Linked DNA regions of Mus musculus: regions 1 and 2 are each linked to region 3. The links are chromatin contacts, called in public HiChIP or PLAC-seq maps. All regions are on one chromosome and are shown on one strand. Each heading gives the region's core, a stretch centred on a gene start, on an enhancer-like site or on the middle of the called end of the contact. The rest is flanking DNA. Distances are from core to core; before and after follow the strand shown.

Evidence for each region. HiChIP or PLAC-seq counts read pairs in DNA pulled down with a chosen protein or histone mark.
Region 1: a contact with region 3 is called in an H3K27ac HiChIP or PLAC-seq map of extraembryonic endoderm stem cells, with 8 times the contacts expected there. The contact joins two enhancer-like sites. A contact is called at or near these places in 1 of 15 datasets of contacts at CTCF or cohesin (the NIH/3T3 cell line), 2 of 484 Hi-C or Micro-C datasets (embryonic stem cells and hemogenic endothelial cells), 4 of 115 datasets of contacts at active chromatin or transcription factors (cardiomyocytes, differentiating embryonic stem cells, extraembryonic endoderm stem cells and 1 more) and 1 of 9 other capture datasets (embryonic stem cells).
Region 2: an H3K27ac HiChIP or PLAC-seq map of extraembryonic endoderm stem cells shows a contact between it and region 3, with 6 times the contacts expected there. The contact joins two enhancer-like sites. A contact is called at or near these places in 3 of 115 datasets of contacts at active chromatin or transcription factors (embryonic basal ganglia, embryonic stem cells and extraembryonic endoderm stem cells).

Annotation. Positions count from the first base shown.
Region 1 is chr14:99,262,396-99,265,610 of GRCm38.p6, reverse strand. No RefSeq gene overlaps it. Among named protein-coding and RNA genes, the nearest start is that of Klf5, 35 kb to the left of the region's middle. Within about 2 kb of position 1,515, at least 18 of the 459 cell types and tissues checked have an H3K27ac peak or open chromatin away from gene starts, as enhancers often do. A contact at or near this core is called in extraembryonic endoderm stem cells, where this site is marked.
Region 2 is chr14:99,329,563-99,332,926 of GRCm38.p6, reverse strand. No RefSeq gene overlaps it. Among named protein-coding and RNA genes, the nearest start is that of Klf5, 33 kb to the right of the region's middle. Within about 2 kb of position 1,851, at least 8 of the 459 cell types and tissues checked have an H3K27ac peak or open chromatin away from gene starts, as enhancers often do. A contact at or near this core is called in extraembryonic endoderm stem cells, where this site is marked.
Region 3 is chr14:99,874,800-99,877,942 of GRCm38.p6, reverse strand. Klf12 (Kruppel-like factor 12) reads left to right here. Exons shown (of 7, transcript NM_010636.3): 7 at 2,629-3,143. The coding sequence ends at 2,810. Among named protein-coding and RNA genes, the nearest start is that of Gm22970, 100 kb to the right of the region's middle. Within about 2 kb of position 1,687, at least 13 of the 459 cell types and tissues checked have an H3K27ac peak or open chromatin away from gene starts, as enhancers often do. A contact at or near this core is called in extraembryonic endoderm stem cells, where this site is marked.

The DNA of each region.
Region 1 (3,215 bases), core at 266-2,765, 610 kb after region 3:
CCTCCAAAGGTTTAGGTTTTGAAAAGCAGGCCATCTCTTGGAGTCAGCCTGGGTGGAGGGAGGCTGGTCATTGTAAAAGCTTTTATTAAGTCTTACTTCGAAATCCTGGGTTCCCCATCTCATGAAACTAGCACCCATTCTCGTGGGAAGGTGGCTATGAAGCATTCACAAACACGTGTTTTTAGGGTTGATAGGACTTTCTGTTAGGTTTAGAAACTACACCTACCAACTAACCCACCCCCACCCCCCCGCAAAAAACAAAAACAGACTCCTTATGTTTCCCTGTGCTTCCTTTTCTTTCTCTCTCTCTCTCTCTCTCTCCCTCCCTCTCTCTCTCTCTCTCTTTTGGTTTTTCAAGACAGGGTTTCTCTGTGTAGCCCTGGATGTCCTGGAACTCACTCTGTAGACCAGGCTGGCCTCGAACTCAGAAATCACCTGGCTCTGCCTCCTAAGTGCTGGGATCAAAGGCGTGCGCCACCACTGCCTAGTATTCCCCTTGCTTTCTAAGAGAGGCAGGCACTTAATATCAGTTCGTTGTGGCTTTTCTTTAGGAATACTAACCATTGCTTCAAAATAGAAACTAGAAATATGAGAAGAATGTCTCCTGGTCTAAAATTTTTGTTAATTCTGGCTCCCAGACAAACAATGATAGCTACCAACAAAGGTTCCAGGAAGAACAAAAGCATCTACTTTACACTTTAGTCTTAGAAAGGCCCCCAGGTCCTTCCCTTTCCTGGGGTTCTGTGGTCACGAGACCCTATCCCTCCCTTTGGAGACCTCCAGGCCTCTGTGAGTCAGTCACAGAAAAAGTGATACTAGCTGACCCAGAGACAATGCCGGTAGAGACCAGATGTGCAATAAGGCTGGAGAAGCAAGTATCAGCCAGGCCACAGGCATTGTATGTAAGCGGGAACGCACACAAAGGAGATATCACAACCATTGTCACCCAGCCATATTTGAGCTGAAAAATGCCCCTGTTATCTTGGAGAGCTAGACATATTTTATCCATAATATGATTTCTTTCCCCTCATACTCTGCCCCCAAAGAATGTGTGAAAATTTGTTTGGAAAAAAAAAATGTGTGACTGCACACACTAGTAATTCTAGCCCCTAGGAGACTGAGCCTAGACTGCAGAGTCAAGGATGCCAGTGGGTTTGGCAAACTTGTAATCTCTAGTTTGGGAAGTAGACGCTAGGGAATCCGTTGTTCAAGGTCATCCTTGGCTTTGTAGAGTTTGGTACAATCCCGGTTACATGGGGCCTTGTCCTCTCCCTCAAAAATTAAAAGAAACACGTGAAAAGGGTTTTATAAATATGAATATTTTTGGAGCTCTTTACTGTCCTGTCTTTAGTTTCAACTTGAATGAAACTGTGTGGACTGAGGTGTACTGCTGTATTTCTGTAACAATGGCAAGGCTCAGGGTTCACTTTGCCTTCTTCTGGTGGAGCCCGAGGGGCAGAGAATGGCAAGTCAGGACTCCTACGTGCTAGGCTAGGCAACTGTTCCGCTACTGATAAGCCCATGTTCTGGTTTTGCCAACAAATTTCTAATGTTCTTTTTCAATTCAAAGAGGGGGTGCGGTGTGCTATAGCCCAAAGATAGAACTCTTATCTTGCGTGCTCTGGAGCCTGGCTTCAACCTCAAGTATAGGGGTGAGTGTATAGAATTCTTTTGTTGAGTGCAGTAGCCCAGTGCCTACTAATTCTGCCCTCAGAAAAGAGGAAGAAAGATCACAGGTTTGGGGTCAGCATGGCCTAAAACAAGACTCAGTTCCCTGCGAAGTTCTTTGGCTATGTGTGTGCCTTTCACCTGTTTAGTCCATACGACAGAGCGCTTTAAGGGAGTCCGAGCGGAAGTGTACTTAGCAAAGTTAGGCCAAGCAAGTATTTCAAAGGGCGCGAGCGAGTGTGTGTGTGTGTGTGTGTGTGTGTGTGTTGGGGGAGCGGTCTGCAGTGTTTTTAAAAACAAAAGAAAATTCTTGATATTAGTGGGTTCCTCATCACCCCCATTTGTTTGTTTTATGAGACAGACTCTCACTTTGTAGCCAAGGATAAGGCGACATCGTCAATCTCATATACAAGGATGGTACACCAGCCTTTAAGGCAATGGGCACTTCTGGTCTGGAAGGGGAGAAATGTTTTCTGCAATGTTTCAGAAAAAAAAAAAAGTTCATTGGCCCACTAGTAAACCATTTAAAAAAATGTGTCACCGATATGCAATTTCTTGATGAGATCAAATCAATTACAGCAATGATAAAAACAGCCCTGGTAAAGGGCAACTGTCATCTATCTGTCTGGCCAGTTACAGAGTTTTGTTTTGTTTTGTTTTTTAAAGTCTTCACCATGTAAGCCCAGGCTGGTGTTGAACTTGTGATCTTTTCCTCTGCCTCGCAAATGCTGAGATTATAGGAGTGCCCCACTGTACCTGGCTAAAAAGGTTTGATTTTTGTTGTTGTTGTTTTGTTTTGTTTTTTTGTTAAAACATGACCTACTGGCTTTCAGGCTATAATTACTTAAATTGTATTTTTTTCTATTTTTCAAATCTATTTCTTACAATGTGGGGCAATATTCATCGTGAGTACATGAGATGAAGCTTCAAGGGTCCTGGGAGGTGGAGTAGGAGTAATTATCTTTAAGGTACATACATATATGTTTATATATAATTTTCAAAGATTAAATAAAAATATTTTACTGAAGATTTTTTTTTACATATAATACATTCAGAATGTATTATATGCACGCATGCATGGTCGCTTCCCTCTCTCTCCTCTCTTTCCATTCTGTAATTAATATATAGTTTCTGCACGGATCCAAGCTGTTCCTTTTAACACCTGTCCCATCTCCTCCCTGAAAATATTAGTTGAAAATTGTTCAGACTTACAAAAAAGAAAAAAAACAAAACCCCAAAAAACTAGGTATGGTGACACAGTGGTGGCAATCCCAGCACTTGCAATGAAGGTGCGGGATCGGGAATTCAAGGCCCACTTTGGGTATAGAGTTTTCAAGGCCAGGAGGAGCTACGCGAGAACAGTTCTCAAGCAAGCAAACAAAAAGTATAACAGGAAACAGAGAAAGGACTTCTAGGCTTCGGGAATGTATAGGCCTAGAGACAACACTTGGGGATAATTTTGGCTTACATTTTAAGTCCTAGGTGCTCCACGCATACAGTGAGTAGCAGCACTCCAGTATCATGAGACTCGGGTCCCCCAACAGCAT
Region 2 (3,364 bases), core at 602-3,101, 550 kb after region 3:
GACCTGTCATAACTCAGCAAATAGAGTATATGATGATCACAAGGTACTTAGTGTTTCTCTTTCCTTAGATATTTGTAAAGTAATTTTGATCGGCCGTAATAATTTTTACGTACTTATTCAATAAATCAGCCCGTGGAAGGCTTCTCCTTCAACACAAAACTCTGGTTTCTTTTGCAGGGATGTTAGAATAGGATCTCATCTAGCCCAGGTTGGTGTGGGACGTCGTCTATGGTTGGGGACGACTTGGAACTGCTGATCCTCCTCCTGCCTCTATCCCTGAGTGCTGGGATTACAGGCACATGTACCCACACCCAGCTTCTCTCTCTTGATTACATCCTTCGCAGCAACTAATGAAAAACGTCGACTTGGCACTAGCCAGATCACTACAGAAAGGCCTGGATGTGATTGTCTCTCTGCTTAGATCATGGATCGTCACTTACTAGTTATGTTTTGTGCTATTAAAAACAAAAACAAAACAAAACAAAGGAGGGCATGTGAGGTGGCTCAGCAGGTAAAGCTCCTGCTGACAAACTCAGCCACCTAAGTTAGATCCCTATAGCCACTTGGTAGTAGGCAAAGAACCAACTCCTAAAAGGTGTCCTTTGACCTCCATTTCTTCATCATGCAACACTCGCATACCCTTCCCCAGCTCCACACATAAACAAACACATAAATACATGTGATTTTAAAAAATTAAGTTCAAAAACCGTGTAGGGCTTCACTAAGCAACCCTCGGATCATTGTCCACATGGCCGTTGGTGGTAGCATATTTTAGTATATATCGGAGCTTCCCTCCATTGTTAGATTTATCACTCTCTATTGTAAGGTGTATCTGACTGTGCCAAGGGCTTGAGGGTCATGTGAGAGCAGGACTGTGATTCTTTCTGGTGGGGACTCCAAAAGGATGCCTCCTGTTCAAGGGGAAAACGGACTCCTCTTGTTTGGGGACAGGGTGCTGTGTGGTCCTCCCACATCCTACACGGTTTCTGAACTAAGTCTTCACTCCCTGCAGGCCCCCACATTCGTCTCCTCCAGCCTTCTCCTCCACCTCTGGTATCTCCCGGGCACATGTGACCTTTGCTGGTTCCGGTTCTGTTGGAGCACTGCTAATCTTGATATCCTTGCTTGTCCTTTGGAGCAGGAAGATAGTCTTCACTTTTTACGGGCCCCCTGGAATGGCCTCTGCAACTGATCACAATTCCAAGATTGGAAGATAAAGGAATTGGAATTGGAAATTCTTGCTGCCTCTGATACAGATGATAGTAGAAATCTTAGCCTACCAGAGTCCGTCAGTGAGTAAGCCCCAAAAACTGCTAGATAGGGAAGGTCTTGCATAGATAAGCCTCAAGGACAGAATAGGACAAAGAATGTGGTCTTCACCTAGATTTACTGCAAAGGGTAACCAAGAGATCTGACTAGAAGACTTGTGAAGTTCAAATTCCTAAGGCCTTTGATGTCCCCAAATTTAGTCCAGCTGGAACGAAGTCAGCTATCTCACCCACCACATTTAAGATGTAAGATGAGGGACATAGACTTGGAATCTTTTTTTTTTTTTTTTTTTTGAAACAGGGTCTTATATTGTAGCTCACCATGTCCTCGAACAAGCAGCCAACACCCCGCCTCAGCCTCAACATGATATTTAAAAAGCCAAGACCAAGCTGGCCATGGTGACATGGTGATACAGTCTAAATAAAACCTTAGCTCTCAGCAGACTGAGTTATGCTTACTGGAAGAGGTCATTGTGGGCCACACTGGAGTTCAAGATTAGCCGGAACCATTTAGACTGTCTAATAAACAAAGACTGTCTTGCTCTGAGGACTCTGTCACAGATCGATGTGCAAGCCCAGTACAACGGAATAGCTTTAACTTTAGGCTTCATTAATGCCGTTTGTAAGAGGTGTCAGAAGCACCTATGAGGAGAGTGTAGGAAACTGAATTTAGCCGGGAATCCGACTTGTTGGCTCAGGCTCGTAATCCTAGCTCTGGAAGGTGGACACAGCAGGATCAGGAATTCATGATAACCCTTATCCACATTGTAAGTTCAGCACGGCCAGAACTACATGAGATCACAGGGGAAGAAAACCAAAGAAATAAAAATAAATAAGTCACATCTCAGGTGAGGCAAAATAAATAAAGAAAGAAATAAATAAATTTAGGTTAAATTACAGTATCATTTGGTGAGATAAAGTGACGTCATCCAAGTTTAAGGACCAGAAAGAGAAGCGTTGAGTTGTTTGGTGTGTGTGTGTGTGTGTGTGTGTTGGGGTGGGTGGGTGTTTGTTTTCTGAATGAGAATTGTTCGGTGCATTTTAAGAACACAAGTGTAATTACAGACAGACATTCAACTGAGCACTGCAAAACTGAGAGGAACTTTCAACGCTTGGCACTTTCAGCACGCACTTACCTGCTGAGCTCCGTTCTTGGTCCATTGGTTCCAGGTGTCTTCTCTCTCCCAGGAAGGATCAGAGCATCCTGAAAACACCTGCTACCGGCCAGGAACAATGGAAAAGTTGTTTTTGGTTTTTGTTTTCTTTTGTTTTGATGGAAGACCACAAAGAACCTAGAACTTGGTCGTTTTTTATTTGAGCTCTAGATTTCAGTGGGGGTTGGGGGGAAAGGTGGTGTCACAAATTAAAATAAATTCATTTAGCTTCCCCCTAAAGCTTCCCACGGTTACAGAGGTAAACTGTACCATTTTTCTGATATCACCCAACTTAGGTCTTCACCATCTTTCTCCATGTTTCTGCAGCAGCTTTCTGGCATCCTCAAGCTTGATTCTTCCTCTAAGCCCGGAATCCAAGACTAGTCGCTCATAGTCAAAAATAGACCCTGGCTAGCAACTATAGACCAAAGAAATAACGTAGCCAATTTACTCAAACTTGGTGTCTAAATTCCCTTTGAGATAGGGCCCTGGCATCACGTGCCAAGGCAGTCCTGGTGTCCCTTCCTACTTGTGTCCACGTCGTCAAGAGATACTTCGAGGGCTAGAGATATAGGATGTAGAATGTTTGGTTAGCACAAACAAGACCCTGGCTTCAATGACTAGGGCCACAGAAAGTTTTGTTGTTGCTGTTGCTGTTTTAAGATATTCATTGGTTGCAGGGCATGGTGGCACACGCCTTTATTCCCACCACTTGGTAAGCAGAGGCAGGTGAATTTCTGAGTTCAAGGCCAGCCTGGTCTAGAGAGTGAGTTCCAGGACAGCCAAGGCTATGCAGAGAAACCCTGTCTCGAAAAACCAAAAAAGAAAAAAAAAAAAGATATTCGTTGGATTCTTTCAATGCTATGAGTTTTAAGAATAAAGGGAGAAAAAGGGTAGAACTCCTGCCTTCAAAAAGATTAAAAATTGCCTAATAAATGAAAA
Region 3 (3,143 bases), core at 438-2,937:
AGTATCTTTAGAGGTTCCTTGTGACATAATGTCATGTCAGGGCTCTCCCTTCCTTCTCATTCCTTCCTTTCTCCCTTCCTTCCTTCCTTCCTTCCTTCCTTCCTTCCTTCCTTCCTCCCTCCCTCCCTCCCTCCCTCCCTCCCTCCCTTCCTCTCTCTCCCCCTCCCTCCTTCCTTTCTTTCTTTATTTTAAATTTTAACTTATATTTTATTTTTACTTTATTTATATTTTGTTCTTTTTATCATACAGACTCTTTGTGTACACACACACACACACACACACACACACACACACACACACACACACTGGCTTCCAGCTTAGTGTTTGTATGGGATTCTTGGGTGTGTAACCTGTACAGGATCTCTATCTGTTTCTTGTGTCTTTTAGCAGGCTCCTTATTGTTTATTTGTTTTGTCCTATTCCAATGTGTTAATTTTTGTTTTGCCTTATTTTATTATTATCCCATAGAAACAAGTTTCTTATGAGAGACAGAAAGGGAGTGAATCTGGGTGAGAGAGGAAGTGGACAGGAACTGGGAGGAGCAGAGGAAGGAGCGGCCCTAATCAGGATGTATTATGTAAGAAAGAAAGCAATTTTCACTGAAAGGGTGGAGAAGAGAAGATCCTTTCTCCTTCCTTCCTAGCTTTGACACTTTCTCTCTGGGTGATCACCTAGCATAAGCCTCTGTTAGGAGATGTCTCTTGGTGACAACCAATTAATTCAACAAAGGAGGAATTAATTCAACATTTGAAAAGTTCATGTATATTGTACTAGGTGCCAGAACTCATACAGATAATAAAAATATAAAGCCATCAGCAACATTCAACATGTAAATAGATGCTACTCGTTGCCAGGGATACATTCTGTTCTAGATCTTCGGTTTGTTCTCAGTTAAGCGCTTGCCTGGTTTGTGTTGCAATAAGCCTACATATTTTGTCTCCTTGGAACAACTGGAATGAATCAGAAGTTGAGGTTTTTGGTCAGTGCAATCAGGATGCTCTTACTTGAATGGATCCTTTCAGGGGATTGTGGTGTTTCCTGTGGTCACAATTAGTCCCTCAGCAGTTCTAGATTCCCTGCATCTGAACCACTTATTCACTCTCGTCTGAAAGGACCACTTGATCCTAAGACCAAGCACTAACTTAACAGTTGAATTAGGGGGGGGGGGGGGAACCAGTTCATTCTAAGTTTGCTCAGATTTTACTATGTTGGCTTTACCTAAATATTTCACTGATAGGGACTAGAAGTTTCCTGACCATTACTGCTGCTGCTGCTATGTACCCTCCCCCTCTCTCTGTCTCTCTCTGTGTCTCTTTCTCCGTGTGTGTGCTGCATACACACACACACATGCTTTCAGTGTGTGTTGTGTGTGTTACATACTCATGCTTGCTTACACATGCTTTGAGTGTGTGCATGTGTGAGAGACAGAGAAAGTTAAACACATGTGCTTTATAGTTCTGTTAATTTACCCAGGAACTTGCTTAAGCCTTAATCCAGGCTCTAGGGACAGTAAAAACATGGCTTCTGACTTGTTAAGAATTCAGCAGGCTTAGAGGAGACCAGCCTCAAAATAAGGTCATTGTATATTGTATTAGTGACTTGATTGAAAGAGGATTTAAATTGGGTGAGAGGGCTAAGCATAGAGCAAACTGTGTCTGAGAACACAATAGTTTAGTTATAATCAGAATTATCTGGCCCTCTGTGGCGTAGTGAAAGATGCTGAATTCAGAGCCAGGCGCGTCTTCGCCCAGGCCCTGGGTAATTTCCTTGCACATTGAGCATTGGTTTTCTGACCTGTGAAGTTGGGGGTGCTTTGCAACTCCACACACAGGGTTAGCATCAACTGCCTACCCTGTCGTCATTATAGGCCCCATCATTGTAGTCCATTGGACAGATGGGACACGAGAGATCAGTTTTGTGGGGTTGCACGGGGACAGAGCTTCCATTTGGAAGAGAGCTAGGAAAACAGTGCACCCAGGTCAGCTATTGTCCTGCTCCCCCTGGGAGTCCATTAGACAATGGAGTGGCTATCTTTTCCAGCACAGGCTTTGGATATTTTACTGTCCTTACAAGTTGACTGAATGGCCCGGTCAGGTTACACAGTTCTTCACTTTTTACGGGGACTTTCAGCGTTCAGTCCAACTTCAGGATTCCTTGGGCTCAGTTTGGTTCTCCAGTCTTGAAAAATGTACTTGCTTTGGCCCAGCTAAGCTATCTAAAATTTCTTCCCAAGGGAGGAAGAAAATGTAGATGTTTGTGCATAACATATATCTAATGTCTGGGTACCCTTTACTGTTCTCTGTGACTTCCAGCCCTAGAGCTAAATCAGACTTGAAGTGTTAATACTTTCTCTCGAGTCCACCAGTAAGACAAGCAAACCACATAGCACCACATACTTAGCTACACAGGTGAATGTTAACCAACTTCTCTGATGTCACAGCAGGAAAGACAAAATTGAAACTCACCTCTCCATCCCCAAAGCCCCTGGTGGCATGCTAAGGTTTCCTCAAAGAGACCTGCCAAATGGGACACCCATTGGCAAGGACATTTTCCCAGCATCGAGAGGGGGCTGGGTTGTTACAGAAAGAGGATGGAGCCCCAAAGCTTGTGTGTCTTTGTTTCTTCCAGGAGAGAAGCCCTACAAATGCACGTGGGAAGGCTGCACCTGGAAGTTTGCCCGTTCAGATGAACTGACCAGACACTACCGCAAACACACGGGAGTGAAGCCATTCAAGTGCGCGGACTGTGACCGCAGCTTCTCGAGGTCAGACCACCTGGCACTGCACCGTAGGAGGCACATGCTGGTGTGAGGAAGGCTCCGGTCCAGCTACGTGCAAGAGCTGGGTCTCTTCAGGAGCAACTAACTCAGCAGGGCTGAGCTCCCTCTACAGTGTTAACGTCAAGGGCACCGCCATTCCCACGGTGCCTGAAACCAGAGCAGGAACAAGAAGGAACCCTTCTCCCTTCGGCCTGAAGGTAACCCCCCATCATGACCACACGCGTGAGAGAGCCGTCTGCGTTCACGCTGGCCTGGGAGTTCAGCGCCTCAGGTCCTGAAGAGACAGGCATTGTTTTCCATGCTATGTCCTCTGCCATTGAAAAGATGTTTGTAGCTTGTACATTTTCTGAGCTGGCAGACACTC